Regions from separate parts of the Canis lupus genome. Here region 1 is linked to region 2. Evidence: chromatin contacts called from public Hi-C data. All regions are on one chromosome and are shown on one strand. Each heading gives the region's core, a stretch centred on a gene start, on an enhancer-like site or on the middle of the called end of the contact. The rest is flanking DNA. Distances are from core to core; before and after follow the strand shown.

Region 1 (2,700 bases), core at 74-2,573, 86 kb before region 2:
TCCATACTTTTTTTTCAGATTTTTTTAGTATGTTTAACATTTGTGAGATGACAGCCTTTTTGTATCTCAAACTGGAGGCTTCAAGATTTGTAGGGAGGGGTTGGTGGTATTCACGATCTCCTCGGAGGGAAAGTTTATGCCTCCAGGGCTCCTTCTTCCTGGGAGCTGCCTAAACCCTCGCAGGCCGACCTGTCAGGTCTGACTGTGTTATTTGCCCCCATTTGCAACGTGCAGAAGTGACACGCAGTTCATGGCATCGGAGTGAGACCACAGCAAGAGCAGAAGCCTCTCGTGACAACTTTTCAGCTGCATTATCTTGCTCCTAAACTGTCTTGTCCCTTTTTTTTTTTTCTCTCTTTTTCTCCCTTCCTCGAAACCGCCCTTACTTAGACCCCAGCTCTCGAGGAGGCTGAGCTGCAGGCCCGCGCGCAACTTGAGAGGTGCACCGGCCTCCCGCGGCCCCGGAGTCGTAGGGGACCCCGGGGCTTGTCCGATGGCCCTTGTGCGGATTTCACGTGTGAGAGCAGAACTAGCGGAGACGTTAGAAGTGGCACACGGGCATGTGACACAGATTCCTGATTTTCTCTCTCTCTCTCTCTCTCTCTCTCTCTCTCTCTCTCTCTCTTTCCCCCCCCTCCTCCTTTTCCCAGAAGATTTGCAGAATTTACAAAAAGAGATTATCCCTACACCTTCCACCCCTCCTATCCACCCCCATGACCCAAGCAATGAAGGATTTAGGCAGATTTACTTCAGTAAACACCTTTGGACACTTGGGGGGAAAGTGGGAGTCTGTTTGCAAAAGGAGGCTTTTGTTAAGTGAGGTACCGGGATAATGCTTTACCAGGCAGCTGTGATATTAACCTACCCAGCAATGCGGGAACACTCTTTAACTCTTTGAGTGCCTGGCCCTTTGCACTCAGCAGATAAAATCCCGGCTCTCCAAAGACACTCAGGATTCTGGTTCCAGCAGTTTATTATTCAGACAAGTCGTGTAGACATGAAAACTGTTCAAGCTTTTAAAACAATGTGGTTTAATTAGATGAGGTGGACTTACATTGCTCATAAGCCCTCCAAATGGTGGTTTATAATTGGCAAGGAGGAAAAAAAAAGGGAATCAAGGCAGCACATTAAAAATTCCAGGAAATATCTTTAGAAAAGCTATTTTCATTTCCAGCTTTTAAAATATTAGACGATGGTAGCTAGAGGGAATAAAGCAGCTGGGGCCTCTCTCCTTACTATAAAAGACACCAGAAGTTTGTGATGAAGAAAGGGGGGGCTTCGGCTCAAAAAAGCTGTGAGAGGCCAGTTGGGACAGTGACATTATCACAGCCCTCGCATCTTTTCAAGGGGGAAGTGTTGCCTATCTTTCTCGGAGCTTGGAAGGTCATGTGAACCTCAGAGTCAGGGCCTCAGGCCGACTGTTACCAACTTGAGACTTGCCAAAGCCAGCAGAGAGGCATTTATAAGAGGAAGGAGTTAATGGTTATTTTTTGCCGGGCACAAGAATAACTTTACAGGTGTTGCATTTGGGCTTAAATAAGATTGCCTTATTTAGTTTCGAAAAAGAGTGTAGGTGTCAACGTTCAAGCAGCCACAAATGTGTGAGAAAGTAAAGGGTATGAGACATGACAGGATTAAAGGTGTTTGCTATGTTGTTACACCGTGTGTCAGGCTGCAAGCTCCCTTTGTCACAGCCTCCTGGTGATTTGACAGCGCAGATCTACTTCCCTTCTAGGTGAGACAGCATTTTTTAACTGGAGTTATAAATATGGTACACCCTTCCAGTTGCACCCTGCCTCCCAGATCCATGAATCCCATTTGAAAGCATCTTGCCCTGAGACACAATGAACAAATGCTGGATACAGGGGGCTGTGTGCTCGGGGGCCCGGGCATCGCCAGCATCACAGTAGCTGGCATTGACTGTTGTTTGGCAAGAAGGTCCTCTGCCAAATCATCCAATAATTAAGTTTTATGTTATTTGTATGAACGACCAAGCATGCAGTATTCCTTTTCAAATCAAAGGGAGGCTTAAAATTACTTTTTGAACACTTTCAGACCATGGTCAGGTCACAGTTTGGGGGCTGAATTAAAATGATCTCATTCATGATCTAATTGAGGTTGGCAAAACCTTAACAGTAGCAGGAGTACATAAATATAAATCAAAGACCAAAATTTAGCAAATCATATCATTTGCTAGAAATCTGCTCATGAATTATTCTCCGATTGCCAACCCAGAAGTTAAACTTTGTCTCCCCTCAGCAACAGTAACTGTGCATATTTTTTCAGGCTCCTGACAGGAAAGTTAGAGGAGCTGAGGGGAGAAGGAGGATGATCAGTCTCTTTCATCAGATATTCTGTGTGTGTGACCCGGGAACGTAGGAAAGCTCATGAAGCCAAGTGCGTTACAGTGGGTGCTGCAGTCTTGGTTAGAAATTAGTAGTGGGCTTCCGAAAACCAGACTTTGGAAGAGCAAGCAGTGGGGACACGTTAAGGGATGTGAGGGGAGCAAACATTTCGTGGAGGATCTGATTGAACTTTGCTTTCATTTTTCAATCGAGGAATGTAATCGTCATCATGATTTGATTTTTTTTTTTAATTTTTTTAAATTTTTTTTTTTTTTTTTTTACAAACCTAGTTCTATTAGCTGAGTGGAGGGGATGAGATTTGAAGTAACTGTTAGAATTAAAAGACAGTACTGAA
Region 2 (2,700 bases), core at 167-2,666:
CATGTTCCTCCCCCAAAACTGCACGGCATCTTCCCTCAAAGTCCCGCGTCACCAGTGCAAATGTACATTGACTCACTATGCTTATCTCTCTTTTCCTGGATAAGGCTAATTATTTTTGGTGTTACAAACAATCCTTCACACGGCCAGTACAGATGTTAACCTAGTGCCCCATATCAGGTTATCTCTCCAAACAAAACAAAACAAAACAAAACAAAACAAAACAAATCGCATAGCTATTTCCATGCAACCCACCAATGAGAAAAAAGTCACAGTGTTATGAAGTTTTAGAAATGTGAATAATTCAGATGATAGTCCGATCTCCCTTGTGTTGATACACATCATAATAAACTGCTCATGCTGTGCTTCTATTTAGAAAGTCCTTATTAATAACTTACAAGGCACTAATTCACCTTGTTGGGTGTAAAATAAGAGAAATAATGAACAATTGTAATTTTTCTTTCATTTGAAAATGTCAGTGTAGGGTACAAAGATGAAACTGCGCAATGTGGGATTAGGGAAAAGGTATAGAGTTAGGAAAGATTAATCCTACTTTTCAGGTATAGCTCTGGGGATCACTAGATTGTGACCTTGGGCATGTCAGTTATTCTCTTTGGAACTTAGTTTCCCCACCTGAAAAAGAAATAAGTCACACTAATCGTTTCTTAAGACTATGTCCATGTTTATTAGTCTATGTTGCACCATATAATATAGAAACAAGACAAAATAATTACATGTAAAAGCATAATAATGAAGAAATAGCATAAATTAGATACTTTCTATAATGTCCCAACTCATGGGATCAGAAATGGCTTCATGTTTTTTTTTTTAAGATAAATGTTACATTTCAACTTCAAGCATAAATAAATCATAATTCTTATTAACTTTATTAGGCATTCAGAGTGTCACAAAAGTAATTTATCCCACAACGTGACAATTTGCTAGCGGTTTATACACTTGAAGTCTAAAATGATATTAAATAAAATTTATTTCTGTTCAAAAGATTCAAAAATCAATTCTGAATGTGCTTTCATGTGGCTTTAAGGTCTCTTTTTCTGATACTACTTACTATTGCTTATAGTTGTTCATGTGTAGTCAGTCAACAAATAAATAAGCATTCACTGAGAGTCTTCTGTATACACCATTGGTGCACTTGTGGTGGAAGATGGGCCAGGAAATTTAAGACATGGTTATTATTTAGTTTGGGAGATGAGACTAACAAAGAACAATAAGAGAAATACGTGATAAATATGCAACAAATGGTAGGAACTGTAATTATTTCACATCCCCAAAGTGGGAGAGATGCTATGGGTTGAGTATTCAGAAAAAGCTCCATGACAGAGGTGAAACATAAGCTAAGTATATTTTCAATGAGTATAGAGAAGCGAGGAAGAGCTTTCTAGCAGAGGAATGTGTGAGCCAATGAAGGAAATTGTGAAATCTATTCAGAGGATGGTGAGTAAAGGATTCGCCTGAATCAGAGGGTTCTAGGAGGGAATACATGGGAAATGAAGCTGGACATTTAAGTTGAAGCCAGCTGATGGAGGATGTAAAGCACCAGCTCAAAGAGTTTGTGTCATGTTATACTACCGTGATTTCTGTGGGGGAAAACCAGACTTTGAGAGACCAACTGGAAGTCATTGTAGTTACTCAGGTGTGAAGTGACAAAAAGCTTGTCCTAGGGTGGTGACAGTGATGAAATTAGCAACATGATTTCTTAACAACCAGTCGAATCTCTGGGTGATGGAATCAAAATGGCTTCAGGATTACACGTCTGCATGTTTAGAACATGGCAGTACTTGCTATTTCTAGATAACAAGGCGGATCCAATTTTGAGAAGATCTTGAGCTAGCCTTTAGATACGTATTGTCATATAAAAGTTATATATGGATGTGACTATGAGAAGGCCCATTGGAAATGAGGAAATGAAACACAGGAAGTCAGGGCTGGAGACATAGATTTGAGACTGATGCAAATATATTCCGATAGTATTTAACATCATAGGACCATGGCATTAGCCATTGAGAGTGTATTTATTGAAACAAGTAAAAAGCTGAGGCCAGGGCTCCTGGTGGGTAGGGAGAAAAACCAAACTCATTGAAAGAGAAAAGATTAAGGTAGAAAAAAAATAAACAACTAGAAGGCAAAGAAAGAAAGTTTCAAAAAGTACAGAATGGTCAATTCAATCAAAAGATTCAGATAACTACAGTTGAAAGAATGCTGAACAAATACATTGGGCTTGGTAATTAGGAATTGACAGGTGACCCTCAGTTTATCACTCTGCCCTTTTAGAGAATAAATACATATTTCTTTACAACCACAAGTTGCTGCTTCTTATCCCCCAGAATCTTTTCAATTGCTAAATACACGGGGAATTGAAAGAAGACATCTTTTCTGGTTGAAATTGCTCATTAATGGACCATCTCTTTGTCTCTCCCCAAGTCCTAAAAGATCCAGCTACCAGCTGACCTTCTCTAGCCATCCCCACTTACAATGATTATCTTCTTCCGGTGAATGCTTATTGAACAAAACACCTAACCTTGCCATAAATTCTGTCGTGTGTTGTTAATTAATGTGCTGTCTTTTCCAAATTAGATTGCAAACTCTGAGAGCGTGGATTGTGTCTTAGGCTACTATATTGGCTATAAGAGCGCCCTAATTTTTTTTTAACTTTACCCTTCAATCTTATTTTTTAATTTAAAA

What was found. Hi-C and Micro-C count contacts between places; a contact is called where the count stands out from the background.
Region 1: a contact with region 2 is called in a Hi-C map of blood, with 1.8 times the contacts expected there. The contact joins two enhancer-like sites. A contact is called at or near these places in 2 of 9 Hi-C or Micro-C datasets (amygdala and blood).

The regions. Positions count from the first base shown.
Region 1 is chr19:48,188,509-48,191,208 of UU_Cfam_GSD_1.0, reverse strand. All of the region lies in intron 2 of ZEB2 (zinc finger E-box-binding homeobox 2), which reads left to right. Among named protein-coding and RNA genes, the nearest start is that of ZEB2, 11 kb to the left of the region's middle. Within about 2 kb of position 1,323, at least 4 of the 20 cell types and tissues checked have an H3K27ac peak or open chromatin away from gene starts, as enhancers often do. A contact at or near this core is called in blood, where this site is marked.
Region 2 is chr19:48,102,662-48,105,361 of UU_Cfam_GSD_1.0, reverse strand. All of the region lies in intron 4 of ZEB2 (zinc finger E-box-binding homeobox 2), which reads left to right. Among named protein-coding and RNA genes, the nearest start is that of GTDC1, 94 kb to the right of the region's middle. Within about 2 kb of position 1,416, at least 2 of the 20 cell types and tissues checked have an H3K27ac peak or open chromatin away from gene starts, as enhancers often do. A contact at or near this core is called in blood, where this site is marked.